Regions from separate parts of the Rattus norvegicus genome. Here region 2 is linked to region 1. A link is a contact called in public Hi-C data. All regions are on one chromosome and are shown on one strand. Each heading gives the region's core, a stretch centred on a gene start, on an enhancer-like site or on the middle of the called end of the contact. The rest is flanking DNA. Distances are from core to core; before and after follow the strand shown. Region 1 overlaps Ankrd33b (ankyrin repeat domain 33B). Region 2 has its middle 23 kb from the start of Ropn1l.

Region 1 (4,339 bases), core at 665-3,164:
TACCACTGAGCTAAATCCCCAAACCCCTGGATTTTATTCTTAACACCAGAAAATTTATCACAGAGATGAATATGGTTATGAGACAAAGAGGAAGTAGAAAGGGGAAAGAGAAGTTGGCTGGTTGTCTTATAAACTTTAGCATTTTAAGAGGCAAGAAGAAATCTAAGTTGGGGCCAATCTGGGCTAAACAGTGGGTCCTACATATTCCTCAAAGAAACGTAGAAACTGTGCCTACTGGCACAACTCTTTCAAGGGCGTTAACGGAGTGGCCACACCTCCTCTTCCAGGAAGTCTGCAGCTGTGTATCCTAGGTGCCTTTACAACTCTCAGGGAGTAACTCTCCTGCCTGCACACCAGAGGGCAGGTGCGTTTGCTTTGTTCCGCTGGCTCACCGGGCTGCCTCTGACAGCTGCTTTTGCTCTTTCTTTGCAGCAATATGCAGAACCCAAGCTTTGTACAAGAGCTTGTGAGAAAAAAAGTGATTTAGGCACCCAAAACATTGTACCCCATTCCTTTAATCAAAGACATTTTTTCCTTCGTGGGTAACATAACCCACATAGATATAAATTAAACCCAAGTAGATATAAATTAATCAGCTCAGATATATAGAAAGATATCAGTTATACATAAAATAAACCTAAAAAGATGAAAACAGTTATTAAAAAACAAAAACAAAAACAGCAATTTACTTGAGAGGTACAAAGAAAGGGGACATCTCTGGGCTCCCAGCCCTGGTGGGAAGTAGGGTCCTGTCAGCCTCAGTTGCACCCTGTCAGTGGCACCTGTTGTAAAAGCAGGCATTTGTTTGGCCCATTTGCAAAAAATAAAATAAAGTCTGACCATCCCATGCAGCCGAGTACTCAGAACCCTGGTCATTTGCGTACCTTTTCTTCTTCCAGGGACTGACCGGAAGGCTGGGTGGGCTCCTACCAAGAGGGACAATGCAGCTGAGTGAGCTGAGCACAGAGCAAACACTTTGCAAATGTTTGCTGCCGCTTTAAAAACGACCAAAGGAAAATGGAGAGGAGGCCATCAGGGCAGCCCTCACCGACAGGGATTTCAGGGTTCAGCAGCTTAAAGTGCTTGCTGCCAAATCTGCCAAATCTGATGACCTGAGTTGTCCTCTGACCTTCACCCATACACACACACACACACACACACACACACACACACACACACACACGTAAACAAACAAATCTTTAAAGAGACACCACCAGATCAGGAAGAAGCCCTGCCAGAGCTTATCATTCTAGGAGATGTAGCTCTGGGGGGGGACTCCTGGGGCTCAGAAGTTCCAGGCCAGTCCTTTAATCTAAGATCCTCACCAGGTAGAGAATTGTATGCAAGCAATCCTTTACCCACAAGCAGACAGTAGAAGGATGATTGCTGCCTGTGACTCACTGGGGGACCCTAGTCACTTCTGGCTGCTCAAAGTCACCATGGCTGCAGCTTTAGTGCATGTGCCCCTTGCATCACTCTGGACTCAGGTGCAGGGAGGTTGATCACATGCCTCAGACACTTGCTCTCTAATACCTGGAGCAGTGCCTAAAGGAAGTTGCCGGGATGGAAGTATGAAACACCAGTTTTGCTTTATATTTTGTAAAGAATAATGGGTTAATAGCTAAGGCTTCACCCCCCAAAAAGGAAAAAGACCGAGTAAAAGATAAGCCAAGGTAGCGTGAAACTTACCACACCAAAAAGGAGAGGTGACCCTGTCTCACCAGGTGGCACTTCACCAAAGCAATGCTGTATTACAACAATACAAATTTTACTTGTTTCCAGTTTGTGAAATCAAACTAGAAAGTTGATGTCTTGGCACAGTTACAAAGTCAAGAAAATGCCATTAATCTTGTCTGCAGAAAGGTACTGAAGACAGAAGAAGCAGACATGGAAGGGTGTGGGGCAATTCCTTTATCTACCAGAGAAGCTAGAAGTGAAGGGTGTGGTGCTGACGTCAAAATAAAACAGGTAAGGTTGGGCTTGGTGGTAGATATCTACATCTATGATCCCAATAGCCTGCAGGCCAAGGACAGACGGAGCTCAAGTTTGAGGCCACCCTGGGCTACAGAGTCAAAACCTGTTCTAAATACAAGCACGCACGAACACACGCACGGACGCACGCACGCACGGACGCACGCACGCACGGACGCATGAACTAACGAACGCACGCACGGACGCATGAACTAACGAACGCACGCACGCACGCACCCACGTAGCAACCCACCCACGCACGCATGCACGCACGCACGCAAGCCCGCCCTACAATAATACATATGAAATGATGCAGATGGCTGGCCCAGTCTGACTCAAGAGGGGGAAAATGAGGGGTAGGAACAAAACACTCCATCTGCCACAACAGAGAGTCGTGAACGCCACCCTGAACTGATAAATCAAGACTCATCATGAGTGAGCAGGTTCCCTGCCAGAAATGCGGCCAGTCCCGACCAGATGGAATGAAAGTGGAAGCGAATATGGTGGAAAGAGATCCATCACTCTGGGCAGCAGCCAGGCAAGCGGTCTGGGGGGGAAAACCACCACAATTCGCTGCAAGCTCAGGGGCTTCTAAATAAGTTTTCTAAATGTGTGTCTGATACTTCAGCAAAATAAGAGAGAGGAAAATAAAACACAGGAGTGAGAATACAAAGTGATGGGGGTATAGGTAGATCAGACGGCCCAGAAACAGCCCTTTGTCTGTAAAGGTTAAGTGTTAGGGAAATACCTGGACGATGGAAAAAAATACACAAACAACTTTGTTTGAGCAAGTTAATAACTGAACAATAAAAACACATGCCTAAAGCCAGGTGTGGTGGTGGCACATGCCTGCGATCCCACAACTCAAAAGGAAGCAGCAGGATTGCGATCTCCAGGGTAGCCGGAGACTAAATTGACGTGTCTCAACACACCCACTCACCACACACACACACACCCCACCGAGCATGAGAACACATGCCTCAAATCCTAATATTGACAGGCCTTACTATGCTTTAAAGACCAGGCTGGCTACACAGTAATTTCTGAACCAGCAGGGACTACAGAGTTAAAAATCCGTGTCCCAGAACACAAAGCAGGGGGGGGGGGGCCTCAAAGAGAGTTTTTGCTGCTGTCCACTTAAGTTCTGCCTGATAGGAAAAATAGAATGGAGTCCCTACACATTGTCTTCTGATCTACACAAACACACATACCGTGGCATGCATCCCGGCCCTTCCCACAAAAACAAACAAATGATACTTTAGCCCTAAAACGGATCAGTAGGCATACGGCCATAAAGACCCTGGGAAGAAACTCAGATGACTCCTTCTATAAACTTGACTTAGAAAGGGTGGCTTGAAGCTCAATGGCAAACCACAAACCATAAGCAAATGGGTTGGCTCTGGCTGTGTGAAAATGTAATACTCCTTAGTAAAACTATGTGGGGAAAAAAAAAAACAGAGACTGCCGGTTTCAATGGCAAGACAGGGCACCCTACACACCATCTCCTCCTGAAATCAATAAAATCACTAAATATTTCCTAAACTTTACACAGTTGAGTATGGTAGCCAATTGGGAGGAGGATGTAGGCACATCAGCCCGGTCTACACAGGGAGTTCCAGGCCAGCCAGTGCTACATCGTGAAATGCTGCCTCAACAGAACAAAAATTTAGTGGACACAACCCCCTTCCAGCCAAGCAGGCATGGCAAGCCCAGTCCCCAGAAAGGTGAAAGCTCTGAAACCAGCTTCAGCTCCCCTGGTGACAGTGCAGCCAGGCTGCAGAGAACCAAGCTGGCAGCAAGCAAAGGAGGAACTCGCAAAGCAGTCACAACAGGGAGTTAATGGTTGGGAAGACATAAGGACACAGCCAGCCAATGACAGCAAGCCTGTGACGCGTGTCATTACTATAAGGACACCCAGAGCTAGCCCTAAGGGAAAGGTAACCCAGAAGAATGGACTTGCACTGACCACAAGCCAGCCTGCAACAGTCTGCCTTGTGCCTGTGGCAACTCTCCAGAGGGAGGTCAGCCATCCGGGGCTACTTGTCATATAACAACACAGAAAAAAAGTGACCAGACATACCAGAAGACAAGACCAAGAGAAACGTCTCTAGGAGACCCAAATATGGAAACTCTGTCTTCAACATAACCTCTTCAAATGGAGAAAAGCATTTTTCTAGCAAAGACTCAAAGTGAAAGAAAGAAAATGAAGGAAGGAAAGAAGGAAAGAAAAAAAGAACAGAAAAGAAGAGAAGAAACAAATAAGAGCTAGGAAGACACCTTAACATTGAGGGCTTGTCAGCATGCACAAGGTTCTAGAAGGTTCAGTACCCAGGACCAGGAGAAGGGGAAATAAAAGAAGAAGAGAACT
Region 2 (4,214 bases), core at 751-3,250, 94 kb after region 1:
TGCAGGTGTGGTTTTAAGATGGGGCTACTTGGGTAAGGTGAGCGTCCTCACATGGGCCGTCTGGATAAAGATAAAGGCTCTGCGAAGAGGGAGGCAGGGATTTACGCAATGCATCCACAAGCCAAGGACTACTGAGGGTAGCCAGAGGCCAGCAGAACCTGGAAGAATCAGGGGAGGGGTCTTCCTTGTGACCTTGGGAGGAAGAGGGCTCAGCCAACACTGAGGTTTCTAGTCTCAGTGGTGTCTCAAGGCTGAGTGAGTCCTGTGGCCAGCCTGAGGTACTCAGGTACAGCAGCCCCACGAGGCTAACGAGGGGCAGGAACTGAGGTCGGGGAGCCCAGAGGGAGCTCCAGAGGCCGTGCCTGAGCAGCTGCCCCATTCATCTTCCCGGGGCTGACAGCAGCTGCTTCTCCTCTACAGCAGCAGATGCACAGTCACGGCAGTCTGTGCAAACCGCAAGTATTCACTCTCTCGTACTTTATGGAGGATGCGGATTCCCAGAAACCACCAGGTCCCCTCCGCTTCCACCTGCTCCTTCCCAGGAAACATGAATTCCAGCTGCTCCCCCGTTCCCAAACGCACACCAATGAAGTAAGTGTAACCCAGGCAAGCGAGTGTGTTTATCCCCAGCCTGGATGGCCAGGCAGACACACACTGCTGATCATGCTCTAGGAGGAGAGTCGTCAGGGCGGGCTGATGGAAGGCTCTGGTGAGAAGGCACTGCGAGCAGCTTCTGTCTGACCAGACCTCCCTCAGCAGTGGTCCCCTCTCCAGGTTGGTACTGAGAGTACCAGGCTCAGCATCCTCTTCCGGAGCACAGTAGCAGGTGCCCTCTGTCATCCACTTCTAGGAGACTGATCAATTGAGCATCCCTCATCCTCAGCTCCTGTGAGTGCTCATCCTACCTTCCTTTCCTGGTATCTGCAGGGCTTTGTCCCACCTCATGCCATACACTGTCCAGTTTAGTGTGAATGACAAGAGCAGGACCTACCTCCCAGGGGAAGACTGAGAGCTTCCAGGATGGTACCAGGGACCAGCAGTGCTCAGAGGGTGACGTGTTAGGAGACAACTCCAAAAAACTAAAGAGCATCCAGGTCAGTTGCATGAAGTTCATGAGGTGAGAGGGAAGTGTAAGCAGTGAGCTAAGAATGATTTTATACATAATTAATTAACCGAAGAGGTGAAGCATAAAAGTTAATGATGCACATTTATATAAGCTTGTGACTTTGGTGTTGAGTGATTAAGGGTTTTCTTAGATTTATTTTTATAACGTGTATATAAAAAATATAGCGTGTATAAACGTCTTGCCTGCTTGTGTACACGTGCACCACCTGACTCTGGAGACAGGAAGAAGACCTTGGGTCTTTGGGAACTGAAGTGATTGATAGATGGTTGCGATGGATGCATCGGTAGTGGGAACTCCACCCTGGTCCGTTGCCAGAGCAGTGTGCACCCTTAACCTCTGAGCCATCACTCCTCCGGTGTTCTCTCTTAACTACTGGGCCATCTCTACGTCCCCAACAATAAAATTTCCCTGGACACAAATGCACTTTTCACTTCACATTGTTAGTGGCTGAGTAGTCGTGGTAGGAGACATGTGTCCTGCAAAGCCTTAAACTGTTTCCTGGTTGATGTTCTACAGAGAAAACTTGCTGGGCTCCAGCAACCAAATTGATTTTTAATTGCAAATCCACTCCTGGCTAGTTTGGAAGCTTTAGTTCAGTTCTCCACCATGTTCTGCTTCCCTTTGCCCAGCTCCAATGGTCATGACAGTCCTATGTCAAGATAGTTTTATGAGACTTAGGTAGGTCCATATTTTCAAAATCTTACCATGGGTCCTGGAATGCTGACTTACCATAGATAGCATGTCAGTCAGCTTCCTGTAACTACAACCAAACACCTGAAGTAACTAAATTATAAAGTGAGGTCTGTTGTGGCTCGTGGTTTGGGATCTACTCTATGGCTGAGCAGACCTTTGCTTCTTGAGCTTCTCCTGAAGGCAGAGGACATTCCAAGAACATGGGACAGAGCAAAACTGCTTAATCCATAGCTAGGAAGTAAAAGAGACCAAGGGTGAGTCTTCAAGCCCCCAGGGGTTGAAGGGATACCCCAGTGACCTATAGTCTGTTTGGTAATGGCTTTGGCTTGGTGGGAAAGGCATGCGCACCCCCATCATTCTGTTTTAACATTTTAGAATTAAGACCAATAGAGCTTGGGAGAAACTTTCCATGCTGAAAGTCGGAAGTGGTGGTGAGATGAATAGCAGCAGCCCCTGTACATCTGCTAGGGAATACAGAGTTTTCCTCCCACGTCACAAATTAGAAGCCATCTGGGACTCGAGAAATCTGAGCTCAGGTTTCCTGGGTGTTTGCATATGGAGCAATGGCTGAAAGTTCAGAAAACATGAGTCAGTTTTGAAGAACTTCTATGCACGAGGTGGGGAAGCTGCTGGAGGTTTTCAGTGCTCATCCAGAAGGCCAGGGTGGGCTGGATTTCAGGAGAATGAGGACCCAGGGAATCGTGCAGTCTGTCAACTATCCTCTGGATCCATTATAAATCTGTTCATGGGTGCTGTTGAGAGATGGTGGGCCCTGTAAGAAGTGGGGTCTATTGTGGGTCCTTAGGTCATTGAGGGTATCCTTTTCAACACTTGAAGCCCTATCCTTGGTCTCTTTTACTTCCTAGCCCCAGTGGAAGGCAGCATTTCTGAGTCTGGGTCTCAATATATGAGTATGTGCTCTTCCTCCTTGGGCTACTAACCTCTTCCTGTGAATGGCAACCATGCAGAGAGGAGGACGGCAAACTGAGAGGATGGAGATACCAGCTTTCCTGGAGGACCCATGGAACACAGGAGTTCTTTCATGAAGAAGCCCTCGTCCCAGGGTCCCTTTAGAGAATCAGCCATGTGCTTTCATTCACAACATGACTTCATTGCAGCAGCTTAGCTTTTTGCTCCATCTACACGAAGGCCATTATCATCTGCAGACTACAGATGAGGGCAAAGATTGAGAAGTTCTCACCTTCAAAAGCCCACACTTAGCTCCAAAGCCAGTCTCTTACCTTGAAGACCCGTGCTCTGGCCATGTGCCCTCAGTATTGTCTGCCCATGAGAGACGGAGCAGCATCTCCTTTTAAGTTGTGTGTGGTGTGCTGTCAAGGAGCGTGTCCGTCTGGACCCAGTGAAGAGAAAGCAGCTGCCCAGTGATTTGAACAAGGAGAGTTTAATACAGGCTCAGGCGCTACAGCAGGATTGGCTGGTTGAAGAGAAGGGTATCCTGCAGATTGGAAGACCAGATTAAAAGACTGGCCACTGGCCCAAGGGCTGGAAGATGAGCTCCAACAGCTGGGAGGGAGAGAGGAGCCTACTGCCTGGTTCATGTGGACAGTCTGAGGACATGGTTTCATCTTGTTAGACATCTGCCCTCTAGGATGCCAGAGAAAGCTGCCCAGAGTAGAGCTCTCTGTAAGGTCTGCTGCTACAAAACTCTCTGGGAAGCTGTGTACGCAGCCTCTGCCCGCATGGAACAAGCAATCTATTTCTGTATACATCTCAAGCACAGTTTTGCATAACCAACCTTCGACTTTTGTTTCTCTGCCTATATTTTCTTTAGATGCTTTGGAACTTTTTCTGGACTAATGTGTGATTCTATTCAGAGTACGAACCCATGCATAACACTGGATCGTGAACACAGCATAGGGAAGAAACACAGTCAAGGTCCCAGCTCAGCGGCTGCTGTCTGAGCTGGGTGAAGCTCTTTTGCGGCCTCAGGACCCTGGAGAGGTCCCCTCGGTAAGGCAGTCCCCCAACTGGGAACCAGAACTGTGAGAGGGATAAATCTGCATGCTCTGTAAGCAATCTGGTGTGCTGCTATAGCAATGAAAACAGACTAAGACATCTCCTACACACTTGGCGAATTATTTTCCATGAAACCTTCCTCTCAAATTCTATTCAAGTGTCCCTTGCAGGGATCCTGTCCTACATACCTTCCAATTGGGAACCAAGAAATTAACCTTCACCCCATCCTGACATTGCCCCAATCTTAGGAGCCACATTTCTCTTCTGCCTTCATTTTGAAGGCAGACTTCCTCGGTTTTTCTGCCATGCCACTAACATCCCGTTTCAACCAAATGAACTTGGACAAGGAGCTGTGTCTTCATCCATAAAATGTGATGACAGGAGTGTCTGAGGGTGAGAACTCAGTGGCATGCAAAGT

The links. Hi-C and Micro-C count contacts between places; a contact is called where the count stands out from the background.
Region 2: a contact with region 1 is called in a Hi-C map of frontal cortex, with 2.9 times the contacts expected there. The contact joins two enhancer-like sites. A contact is called at or near these places in 2 of 12 Hi-C or Micro-C datasets (frontal cortex and hepatocytes).

The regions. Positions count from the first base shown.
Region 1 is chr2:84,044,902-84,049,240 of GRCr8, forward strand. All of the region lies in intron 1 of Ankrd33b (ankyrin repeat domain 33B), which reads right to left. Among named protein-coding and RNA genes, the nearest start is that of Ankrd33b, 23 kb to the right of the region's middle. Within about 2 kb of position 1,915, at least 14 of the 93 cell types and tissues checked have an H3K27ac peak or open chromatin away from gene starts, as enhancers often do.
Region 2 is chr2:84,139,206-84,143,419 of GRCr8, forward strand. No RefSeq gene overlaps it. Among named protein-coding and RNA genes, the nearest start is that of Ropn1l, 23 kb to the right of the region's middle. Within about 2 kb of position 2,001, at least 10 of the 93 cell types and tissues checked have an H3K27ac peak or open chromatin away from gene starts, as enhancers often do.